2 separate regions of the Triticum aestivum genome follow, and region 2 is linked to region 1. Evidence: chromatin contacts called from public Hi-C data. All regions are on one chromosome and are shown on one strand. Each heading gives the region's core, a stretch centred on a gene start, on an enhancer-like site or on the middle of the called end of the contact. The rest is flanking DNA. Distances are from core to core; before and after follow the strand shown.

Region 1 (6,283 bases), core at 2,014-4,513:
ATTTTTAAATTATTTTTTCGAACTCTTGAATATGTTTTTGTATTCACGGACATTTTTCAAATTCATTATTTAAATAAATTTGAACCCTTTTTCATATTCACAAACGTTTTTGAAATTCATGTATTTTTAAAATAGGACAATTGCATTTTTACCCCTAGTTGGTTCCTACCCACGGGTTTTGCCCTTACTTTTCGGGCTTGCTCAGTTTTGCCCTTACTTTTTCCGTCAAGATGCCTCGAATGCCCTTTGACTGTTTGACCAAAACTTTGAAAATTCATATCAACTCAGAAAAATGCAAATAAGATATCAAAATGTTCAGATAAACATTAACTTTATGTGCATATCATTTGCATTCAGGACAAAAGCATCGTTTAAACTACCTGAGGTAATTAATGTTATTAACATTATTAAAAATAAAAAAGGTATAAAAAATATTTTTTCATGAATAAAAGTTACATGCAAATGTAGGTGATGTTTTCTGAACATCCTGATATCTTATTTGCATTTTTCTGAGTTCGTATCAACTTGTTATGAAGTTTCCAAATAATGGTCAAAGTCGTTAGAACATTCATAATAAGATGATACGAACTCAGAAAAATGCAAATAAGATATCTGGATGTTCAGAAAACATCACCTACATTTGCATGTAATTTTTATTCATGAAAAAATATTGTTTATACCTTTTTATTTTTAATAATGTTAATAACATTAATTACCTCAGGTAGTTTAAAGGATGCTTTTGTCCTGAATGCAAATGATATGCACATAAAGATAATGTTTATCTGAACATTTTGATATCTTATTTGCTTTTTTCTGAGTTCATATGAATTAGTTAAGAATTTTCAAAGTTTTGGTCAAACGGTCAAAGGGCATTTGAGGGACCATGACGGAAAAAGTAAGGGCAAAACTGAGCAAGCTCGAAAAGCAAGGGCAAAACCCGTGGATAGGAACCAACTAGGGGTAAAAATGCAATTGTCCCTTTTAAAATTGTTTGTAATTTTTTCAAGTTTGTGAGCTTTTTTTTAGTTTTGTGAAATTTCTTAAATTCATGAATTTTTTAAATTATGATCCTTTCCAAATTCATGTAAGTTTTTTAAGAAATTTGTGATATCTTGCAAATATGTAAATATTTTTTTGTATTCACGAAAAATTTACAAATTTGTTATTTTTAAATTTTTGAATCTTTTGCAAATTCACAAACTTTTTCCGAATTCATGAACTTTCTAAAAATGTGTGAACTTTTTCCAAATCATTGGAACTCTTTTTCCAAATTCTTGGACTTTTTAATATGCCTTTTTTGTATTCATGAATATATCTTTCCATTCACGAACCTTTTTCAAATTTACGAACCTTTTCCAAATTTGCAAACTTTTTTAATTCATGAAAAAATCAAACTCATGAATAGTTTTCCGAATTTGTGCTTTTTGAAACTTCAAGATTTTTTTTAGAAAGTAGACAGTCAACAACCTTGGTCAATGGTCGTGGGAAAGTTAAGGGCAAACCAACGAACGAGCAATCCAACCGCTGACCGAGCGAGTCGATGGAGAGGCAACTCGCTAATGGGTCGCAACACCGTGAATTCTGCGCTTGCGCCTTGGAGCTTCCAGGCGTCTGAAGCGTTAAGAGGAGGCCTCACATCCAAACTGGTGTGTGGATATTTAGAGGCCGCATTGCATGACAAAAGTGTCTGGTCCATGTGGTCTAGACTTTTACATGCACTTTAAGGTACCGGAGATGCCTTAAGAGCAAGTCTAATAAGGTACACTTAGTAAACTGTAAAGATTAAGTTTTTTGCTGAGTTGGATGAGAGGGAAGATGAAAGAGAAGAGAAGTGGGTTGTAGATTAACAACGAGCTGCAACACAGGCTTCAAAAAATATTGTGAGAATATCAAGTGGGCTAGATATTAATAAAGTAGTAGTCACACTGTACCATAATACAGTGTGTGCCCCAGACCCGGCAAGTGGGTAGGTTGTGGTCTCAGGTCTTAGATGTTAGGCTTGGCTGCGATGCCTATTAGGCCCAGGCTATCTACGCCCCTTCATCAACTGGATAGGTGTAGCGACATTTGTTGCTTAGACGGCGGTTTTAGTCTTACTGTTGTATGCCTTTGTAAGGTCTTGTGAAAATAATTAATAAAGTGGCTGTATGCATCGCCCAGATGCAGAGGCCGGGATCATCATCCTTTTCTAAAACACTGTACCATAATACTCCCTCAGTCCGAAAAAGCTTGTCCCAAGTTTGTCTCTCAAATGGATGTATCTAGCACCAAGTTGGTGCTAGATACGTGCTAGATACATTCATTCGAGGGACAAGTTTTTTCGGATGGAGGGAGTATGAGTCATTTGTTGAAACTGTGTAGTGTTAAAAAGGGTTTTATATTATGGAACAGAGGGAATACTTCTTAATAACATACTAACATATTAACTATTACGAACCAACCTGTGGTTGGATGGTTAGATGGTATCCCTAGCCCATCAGGATTCAAGTCCTAGTGCTCATATTTATTTCTGGATTTATTTCAGGATTTCCGGCGATGCCGGCTCAGTCTTTCGGAGGTGCTTATAGGGGTAGGGTGTTCGTGTGTGCGTTCATAGAGGTGAGTGTATGCGCGTGTATATAAGCGCTTGCGTCTATACTGTGTTAAAAACATATTGACTACTCCTTCTGTTCCTAAATATAAGTCTTCTTAGAGATTTCAATGTGGACTACATACGGTGCGAAATGAGTGAATCTACACTCTAAAATAAGTCTATATACATCCGTATGTAGTCCTTATTAAAATATTAAAAAGACTTATATTTAGAAACAGAGGGAGTATTAAATTGGCTATAAATGACGTGTCAATTTCATATAACCTTTTGTTTTACAATCATATAACTGGTTGTTGCCTATGTGTTTGACTATCAAAGCTAGGAGACAGGCACCTTGTACAAAGAATCTGACAAAGTAACGGGGCACGATCTCTGCAATCGGTTGGAACTTGCAGGTATACGCGTGTATTCACGCGGTTTTTCTTACCTAGGAATCTGTCAAGGAGGGCCATATGCAGATTGGTTGCGATGTCACCGTATGTCCTTCTGAAGGCTACTACTAAAACCTGGCTTTCGTTCAGGAATCAAGATCAAATCTGATTAGCGATCTAATGATTTTGTCCAAGGTTGGTAGCGCGCCGGTTGTCGGCTTCCGTGAGGAGGGAGGGGGTTGTCACTGTCGCAGCAGGCCAGAATGAAGGGAGGCAGGTTTCAGGCGGGAAGGGGCCTGCAAGTTGCACGCCCACTTGCGCGGAAAGGGTGAGGAACATACCAGACAGGGCCAGTTGACCACTTGTAGCCGCCCCACTGCCGGTGCTTACTGGAGCTTGGATTTATGCGCTTTTCAGTTGTTTATAGATCATGAGTTCACTGTACATGCCTCGAGATGCTTGAGATGGATCAACGGCCGAGTCGTCCTAGGGTTAGGGTTTGCCCGGCTAAAACTAAAGCGGGCGGTGCTTATAAAATAAGCTAGAGGATATCCCATGAGTTGCCGTGGGAATTGATCGACGAAAACTTAGGCTAAGAATATGAGTATCAAAATTTAAAATACATATGATTTATTGTACTCCCTCCGTTTCTAAATATAAGTCTTTTTGGAGGTTACAATATGGACTACAGACGAAGCAAAATGGTGAATTTAAACTTTAAAATATGTCTATATACATCCATACATATTGAAATCTTTAAAAAGACTTATATTTAGGAACGTATGGAGTATTTGATTATGTATAGTTGTAACAATATTTCTTAAATATAAGTAAAATTATTGAATCGGAGACATTTTCCATGCATGGTTGACCTTTGTGGTGGGTCTTTTCTCCTATATGGTTGTTTTTTGAGGCGAGTCTTATCTCATTCATTATTGTATGATGAGGTGACATGCTTATCTTTAGTTAAATAAGTTTGCAGGAACGACTCTTAGGTATATAGGAATTGTTTCGTTTTCGGAAGGAAGGTCGAGGCCTGACCATGATGTCCACAACCATCATCATTCATGGAAGTCATGGCATAAAAACAAAATCGATGCTCCGAAGATGCTACTTTCAAAAGCATTTTGGAGCACTGATTTTATGTTTTTTGCCACGACTTCTACGAATGTGATTTCATGCTGAAAATTTGTAAGCACTCAAAACATTGCTTAATGTTTGCCACACAAAAAATATGAATTTTTTGAATTTTCAATAATTTTTTATTTTACTATTTATGCAAGAGCATTTGAGCTCGAGCTCAGAGTAGGACTTCGGCTAACAAATGGACTACATAGCATATACAACAACAACTTAATCATTTCAAGATATGAAATTTATAAACTTATGGCTAAGTCAACTTCTTCAGTAACCTTCAAGAAGGATAAAAGCCTTCACGCCCGTGTTGCCATGTCTGGGCGGAGACAACTAGTGTGAGCATCCAAGGAGACAGGGTCCTCGAGATCCGCTAAAATGGTCCGACCCCGGCGCTGCACCATCCCAAAAGTGCGAGTCTCCTAGTGTGTTTGCAGCCCGGGATGATTTCGCGCCTCCCAAATGTGGTACCCCGGCTCAGAGAGATCGGAACGCCCCGTATTCCAGCCCAGAGATCGAGGTAAGTCTTTTGGAATACGACACTGCTGGCATAGAACAAATCAGCTCTTTATTACAATCGATATGGGTACAAGGGGATTACAACGGCACGACGACGCTACGCCTGCCAAGGTTGCTCTATGCAAGCAGTAGAACAACTCGAAGCAGCGGAATAACTACTAGCAGCGGAACAGCGACGACGGTGATGGACTCCACTCCGTAGGGACTCTGGCTGGAACGTTTATCCTAGCTCGCAAACTCAAGATCCTCGGCAAACAAGCAAGCAGACAAGGCATGACCTGCAAACTGGCATGATACGCCAGGTCAGTACATTGAATGTACTTGCAAGCTCACAACAACCAAAGCAATCAAGACAAACAACAACATGACATTTACAGGTTACTTAGCAATGTTGAACATGATACTATCACGACACATGGCATGGACATGGTGAACAAAATAGCACTAGAACAATATCAGATGAGCATGTCATGAACATATGATGATACTACTATGCAACATGTTAACAATATCATGCACCAACTTACTCTGTTCGGGGTTACCTCATAACCACCACATGTATCACTTACCATCATGGTCATCACACGATCACCTCAGGATCAAATCAAGCATGGTATTAACAATACCGTAGTAATCATTACATAACCACAAGGAGCTTGATCTTTACCCTTGATTCTCGCATAATACCATAAACCTCAGCCATCTTCGGTATCCTCGATACCACTGTGATACTCTCGCGATCACATAAGGATCAACCACTTCTTTCATCATCGAATCGTGGTTGTAATTATACAGGTTATTATTACTGTTGACCCATAGTGTGACCTACTACGAACTGGGCCCTTATCCGCGGGCACGGCTATCGATAGATTAAACACTCAGCAGAGGTTAGCACACTGTACCCACACTACGGAACCCAAGGCCTCGTGCTCCCATTCGAGTGGACCAACGACGTTTCAACAAAACTGATCTACTGCCATGACACTCTCCCGGCCACTCCGACCAACTCCCCTTTGGGCTAAGTCATGGGTGGCCCCGATGTCACCTCGTGACACCCAACGGCCACCGCCGTGGCAAAACAAAATGGTGCCAAACGGGGACATGTGCACATAACCAAACTCGGGCTCACAAGGCTTATACCGGCCTACTTGATCAGGGTAGTGCACGCGTATAACCTTCCCTAGTTGGAGGCACCGGCGAGAGGCATGACAATAGACCCAGTTAGGACCCTCCCATAAAGGCAAGTGTGGCTGCACTGGTCAGCTCGATTCGATTGCTATGACTTAGCCAACATGTGTTCAAGTTTAACTAATGTCCGGTTAAACTTGAATGCAAAAGATGCTGAGTCATAATAACATGATGAAATAATAATGCGCATGAGCATGATATTAACGTAAGCATGGATGAGCAACATAACCATATGAATCATTAGCATCAACAATAATGCAGCACTTCGACTACTAGATGCAGATGAACATGGCATAGCGATGATCATGCATATCACAGATACTCTTCATAACTGACACTAATCATGCATCAGATGACATAACTATCACTAGCATGACATGAATACCAACATGAAGTACGAGAACAATACTACTAGCAAGCAAACATACGACTAACAGAGTGCAGCATAGCATAACATGATGATAAGCAGGGATCCACA
Region 2 (6,283 bases), core at 1,294-3,793, 500 kb after region 1:
CTGGTCCATCTTGACGATCAGCGTCTATCGACAGTTTGGCAACAGAAAGCATTTACGAAATTGCTCGGCTTACGCTACAAAATCTGTTACAGGCAGGGAACTACCAATAGTGTTGCTGATGCTCTCTCGCGTCGCCTCCACTCCGATGAGCAACTAGCAGCTATTTCTATCTGCCAACCTGCTTGGATCAATGACATTCGTGCCAGTTATGACAACAATGAACAAGTCCAGAAAATCCGCGAACAACTACGTCTCCGTCCGGACCCCAAGGGCAGATTCATCTGGTCGAACGAGCTGCTCTACTTTCGCAACAGATTGTGGTTGGGAGGATCCACTGCTTTGCAACAGAAGGTACTGAAAGCATTCCATGACAATACAGTCGGGGGCCACTCCGGCTTTCCTGTTACTTATCGTCGCTTACGACGACTGTTTGCCTGGCCTAAGATGAAGGAGTGCATCAGAGACTATGTGAGAACCTGCTCCGTCTGCCAACAGTCAAAACCAGAACGAGTTAAGTACCCAGGTCTACTTGAACCAATTCCCCTGCCGGAAGGAGCCTGGCAAGTGATCACTATGGATTTTATAGATGGTCTTCCCCAGTCGGGCAAAGCAAATTGCAGATTGGTGGTCGTGGATAAATTCACGCGTTATGCCCATTTCCTACCACTGAATCATCCCTTCACAGCAGCGAAAGTGGCCAGGGTGTATCTAGATAATGTGTACAAACTGCACGGATTGCCCAAGGCTATTATTTCAGATAGAGACCCGGTCTTCACAAGCAAGTTTTGGCAGGAATTGTTCCATGTGATTGGGTCTGAACTGAATATGAGCACACCTTACCACCCACAGACTGACGGGCAGATAGAACGGGTCAATCAGTGTTTGGAAATTATTCTGCGATGTTTCATACATGCTTGTCCAGGCCGCTGGAGTCAATACTTGTCACTCGCGGAATTCTAGTACAATTCCAGTTATCATTCAGCATTGGATATGTCTCCTTTCCAAGCATTGTATGGCCATGAACCGAGACACTGGGGCATTGAAGCGGCGTCTACTTGCAAAATACCAGATCTGAAAGAATGGCTCGAAGAGCGCCAGCTGATGCAGATCGTCTTGAAGCAACATTTGCATCGAGCAAGGCACATTATGAAGGTCCAAGCTGACAAGAAGCGCACTGATAGCTCGTTCAAAACAGGGGATTCAGTCTTTGTCAAGCTGCAACCATATGTGCAGATGTCAGTGGCAAAAAGGGCTAACCATAAATTGGCATGCAGATATTTTGGGCCGTTTTCAGTCAAACGAGCTATCAATCCAGTGGCTTACGAGCTGAACTTGCCAACTGACTCCAAGATTCACCCTGTTTTTCATGTTTCCCAACCGAAGCAAGCTTTGGCTCCAGGTACGGCTGTCTCTTCGAACTTGCCAGTTCCTTATGACAGTTCTCTTATTCCAGTGGAAATCTTGAACAGCCGATGGCGCAACACACCCTCCGGTCGTCGTGAGCAAATCCTGGTCCGTTGGTCTGATCCTGATATTCTCGATGCCACTTGGGAGGACGCCCTTTCCCTCCGCCACCGCTTTCCTCATCTACCGGCTTGGGGGCAAGCCGCAAGTCAAGGAGGAGGGGATGTCAGCACACTAAGTAAGCCTGGAGAGGGAAGTGGCAGTAGCGCTGCCGCAACAGCTGACCCGGCCACGCCAGCAGGAGGGAACGCCAAGTGGACCAATCAAGGAGAGGGGCGCGTCATCGCCAAGCCAGCCAGGATCAGGCATCCCAACCGAAGATTCATGGGACCCGAATGGGTGAGCTCTACTTAAACCATGCGATTCAGAGAGAAAGACATCCGGTTGGATCTGGCAACGAACGGCATCGGCGGCTCCTTCTTTGCTTTTGCACTTTCTTCTTTCCTCTCCCACAAGTTGTATCTGAAGGAACTAGCTACCCTCTGTATTGTGTATCCTCTGTACTGCGTACCTGAATTCTGAAGAAGATCGATAGCCTAACAGCATTAGCATATTATATGCTTTGTCGAACTCTTTTAACCTTGACACAATTATGTCTGGTCATGTTATTAGCCAAGTTTAACCTACGCATGGTTTGACCAATGCTAGGGAAAAATAGAAGTTGATATGAACATGGCAAAACTTGATAAATTTTTTTTTGGCCATGACATAATCAATATCTCAGTGCCAGACATGTGTAATTAGTAAATATACGTGGACACTATACAGAAAAAATGGTGTGAAAAGAATGACGTCTAGCGTCAAACTGGAGCTATGGTTCTCCAATGCTTCAGATGGACCTCAAACTTTCCTTTTCCCTTTGCCCCTTATTGAATCGACTTCAGGTCGGTCTAACGTGCGAAGAAAGGGCAAAAAAGGGTTAAGGCTGCCGTAGAAAAGGTCCAAACTATACTAGCCAGGGAAAGAAGCGATGCTCTAGGCCTAGGGGTTCGGGTCAAGACACAAGACCAGATCCACCGAATCCGACCAAAATAATGCAGTTCCATCGATATAAAGGGGAGAGAGGGGGGAAATGACAAGCGAAAAGGGAAGGAGAAAAAGTTGTATAAAAACGCCGCAGCCTCGCCGTCGCTTCTTCCCTGCAAAATTCCAATTCCAACCCGAGACCCAGAGGGCTCCTGCCCCCATTTGATCCCTCCCCCCCTCCCTCCCTCCTCCCATCCCAGCGCCGCCGCCTCGACCCCCTCCTTCCTCCGCGCTGACCGCCCCGTCGCACCAGCCGCCGCCGCGGCGACATTCGTTACCGCGCTCGTTCGTTTCTCGGCCTCCAGCTCGGGGCGGCGCCGGGATCGCGGGATCTCGTCGGGGAAGCGAGGTTTGTGTCCCGCCCGTATCTGGTTTTCGGCCCTGCACGGCTCGATTTAGGGTTTCCTTGATTGTTCCTGGAATGGTCGCGACGGTGGTTGGTGCCTGGTTCTTAGGAAGACAACACCCCCTATTAGTGGCTGCGTTTTGTTGGATCTAGCCTTGGAATGGTAATGGCGCGTGATTAGTGTAGCTTTGGTCGCGTAGCCTGTCGTCCTCGTTGTGGAAAGCTCGATTCCTGAAATGTGTGAGAGCAAATGAAAGGTTCGCTTCTTCTTTTGGCGGTGGATGTTGGGATGAATTCATCCACTTGGGTCTTATTCTCTGAGTAAATCAATCTACTGTTTAAACTTTTTTTCCTGATCATTTGTTTATGCTCACTTTTATGAATAGGACGCCAGGCTCGTCCCATCTGCTCCCGATCACGGCTTATTTTATGGTGAGTTCATCACTAGCTTTTTATGCGCTCCTTTTTCTCTGTTCTTTTGATGTTGTACTTAGGTAGCATGTCAAGGAAGATTAGGCGGAGATTATATTAGGTATCGTGCCTAACAGACTCCAAATTTTGGTTTGATGTGATAAACAGGGTGAAGAGGCTCCTGAGTTTCGCGTTGACCGCATCACCTTGGGGTCCAAGGATTGCCAAGAGAATGCCATAGTTGTTGGCGATAAGACGGCGAGTCCCTTGAATAAGTCAACTCATATACATATGCTTTCAATTTGATTTTAGATATGATTGACTGCCACTATTTCTTGTTCATAGTTGTTGAAGCTATCACCTCTATTATGTTACTTAAAAATTAATAAGATTGAGCTTAGAAAGCTGGCAACTGTTTTGCATCTTTTTGGCGATATCATGTTGGTTTTGATAGAGATGTAACAAGAATGTGTTGTGCTAGTATTGGAACATCAAGGAAGATATGACACCCATTTATTTTGAGATCAAAAGGAGAGCTGAGCTGTTTGTTTCATTAATAATTATAAAGTTACTGTAGGTTTAATATATGGTACCAAATGACTTTCTTGTACTTATCTGGCTCACTGGCTGCACTAACTTACACCTACTGTTTTCCATATGTTCAGTAAAATAATCTTTTCCCATGTAGCTGTAGTGTTTATCATACTAAGGAGCACTCTAAACTATAAAGCTAGATTGTAACAACATTTTCTTTTTTTGCAGTATGTAATTGGCAGAACAGATGATGACTCAAAGTCATCCTTTGGCATCAAAATTCTGGACAAACTAACTCAGACCTGGTATTGTACTTTTCATTTTTGTTCTTGTCGTCCCTATAATTTCCTTGGTTTTTAGTGGATGGTCATTCGACTATTTGTTTTGTGGCAGGATTGTGCCGACAGTACTTGGAGCGCAGCCTCCATCCAAGTCACACTCAGCAATTCTTATAAATGAGGAGAAGATATTGGTTGTTGAGAAGGGTGTTTCCTTGAATGATTCCATCTGGTTCCTTGAGGTAAACATTACCTAGATTGACAAAGAATTGCTATCCTTCTTGGTCTGTCTATTGCTCTTACTTTACAAAAATATAGAGGAAGGTTTTTTTCACCTTTTTAATGGTGGGCCTGGGGAGCTTCAAGTAAACACACGATGCAGTGGTCTTTTTGGTTTGTGCCATCTCACGATGCAGTGTTGTTTGGTTTTTAATGTACTTCGTCTTACTGGCAAGCCAGAACTGTATTAGTGGCATGATGGTAACTGGTATCGTGTCTTAGCCCATCTATTGTTCAGTAAATGTAGATCTCTGTTTCTCTCTCTGTGTGTGTGTGTGTGTAGCACAGGGTATAGTAGACGTCGTATATTTTTGCGTGACAATATTTCATGATTATTAATTTTCCTTTTTATTATTTGACCTGTCTGAGCTCACCCTCTTTTTCTTTACATCTTCAGATAGATACCCCCTTTGTTAAACAACAGCGGAAAATCAAGGGTTCAGAAGTTGTTTCCTGGAGCAAGGGAGTACTTGGTGTCGCCCAAAAACCAGTTGTGATTAGTGGGCCATCTGGTGTTGGTAAAGGGACGCTAATAGCAAAATTGATGAAAGAGTACCCATCGAAATTTGGGTTCTCTGTTAGCCACACTACAAGGTCTCCAAGGGTGAAGGAAATAGATGGTGTCCACTACCATTTTGCTGGAAGAAGCAAGATGGAACAAGATATAAGTGAGGGGGAATTCCTTGAATTTGCTCATGTTCATGGAAATCTCTATGGGACGAGTATTGAAGCAGTTGAATCTGTTACTGATGAGGGGAAGGTAAAATCACTTCCACTTCTATACTAGTTTCTGAAAGGTGAATTATTCATCTTTCCATTGCTTTTCATTGAAGAGGTGCATTCTCGACATTGATGTCCAAGGAGCACGATCTGTGAGGGCTTCTTCTCTTGAAGCAATATTCATCTTTGTATGCCCTCCGTCATTCGAGGAACTAGAGAAGCGCCTTCGGGCACGGTATATTTGTAGATTATAGTATTTATGCATTGATAGCCTTAAGCTTCTTTGTTTGATAATTCAGTTACAACATTATAAAGTGAAGATATGCTTCATTTACACTCTGGTCAATTGGTTATACAGGGGCACAGAAACAGAGGAACAAATCCAAAAGCGACTTAGAAATGCTCGTGCTGAGCTTGACCAGTCCAATTCACCAGGTCTTTTTGATCATCTTTTGGTAAATGATAACCTTGAAGCATGCTATGAGAATTTGAAGGTAGTTACACAGCTCACTGGTTACATAAGCTTTCCTTGCCTGATTTTTTGAATGCAAGGCACTGTCATCGCCCCCTTTTCTTTGTATTAAATTATTATTGCAACCTGCAGAAGTTGCTTTCATTGGATGATGACCACAAAGATTCAGATGGTTGTTGTAAGTTATATGAAACTTCCTATTTCCAATGTATTATAATGCTTCATTGCGTCAAATTTTAATGTTAAATCTTGCTGTGCTTCAGTCATCGAGGATGGGAAAGCAACCGCATGTTATTCTATCATGTCCAAAACAGAGTCAGAAGTTTTTTTGCAATCTGAAACTGGCGAAGTAGTAAAAGGAGCTGCAAGCTTGTAAGTCACCTTGCCCCTTCTTCTATGTATTGCGATGGTATTAACTAATGATATGATTCTTACTCGTGCATGTTCGAACTTTTTAACAGGCTAGCGGTCGACTTATCCTCTCTCACAGGTGGCGCTCCTGGACGAACAAGAGGTCTTAAGATACACTCAATTAACTCCATTGACAACTGTCTGAAGGGCATTAGATAACCCAAAACATTCTTACAAACGATGTCGCAGAAGTGTTGACTGATGGATTTTGGATCAATTAGTGAGGTATAACAGCTTCAGAAACATATTAGTTAGAGAAAAAGCAAAACATAAGGGATTTATTTCCATTTATCATTTGTTTGCCGGAGAGGCGCTTCGTTTGTTCTTTGTACCAGAATGAAT

Evidence for each region. Hi-C and Micro-C count contacts between places; a contact is called where the count stands out from the background.
Region 2: a Hi-C map of leaf shows a contact between it and region 1, with 6 times the contacts expected there. The contact joins the promoter of LOC123119876 here to the enhancer-like site in region 1. A contact is called at or near these places in 2 of 5 Hi-C or Micro-C datasets (both in leaf).

What each region holds. Positions count from the first base shown.
Region 1 is chr5D:128,657,443-128,663,725 of IWGSC CS RefSeq v2.1, forward strand. No RefSeq gene overlaps it. Among protein-coding and RNA genes, the nearest start is that of LOC123119874, 72 kb to the left of the region's middle. Within about 2 kb of position 3,264, at least 5 of the 8 cell types and tissues checked have an H3K27ac peak or open chromatin away from gene starts, as enhancers often do. A contact at or near this core is called in leaf, where this site is marked.
Region 2 is chr5D:129,159,251-129,165,533 of IWGSC CS RefSeq v2.1, forward strand. It overlaps LOC123119876 (guanylate kinase 1), which reads left to right and starts at 2,544. Exons shown (of 11, transcript XM_044539837.1): 1 at 2,544-2,839; 2 at 3,223-3,268; 3 at 3,416-3,505; 4 at 4,010-4,086; 5 at 4,175-4,301; 6 at 4,736-5,098; 7 at 5,172-5,293; 8 at 5,417-5,552; 9 at 5,663-5,708; 10 at 5,794-5,902; 11 at 5,992-6,283. The coding sequence starts at 3,266. The coding sequence ends at 6,100.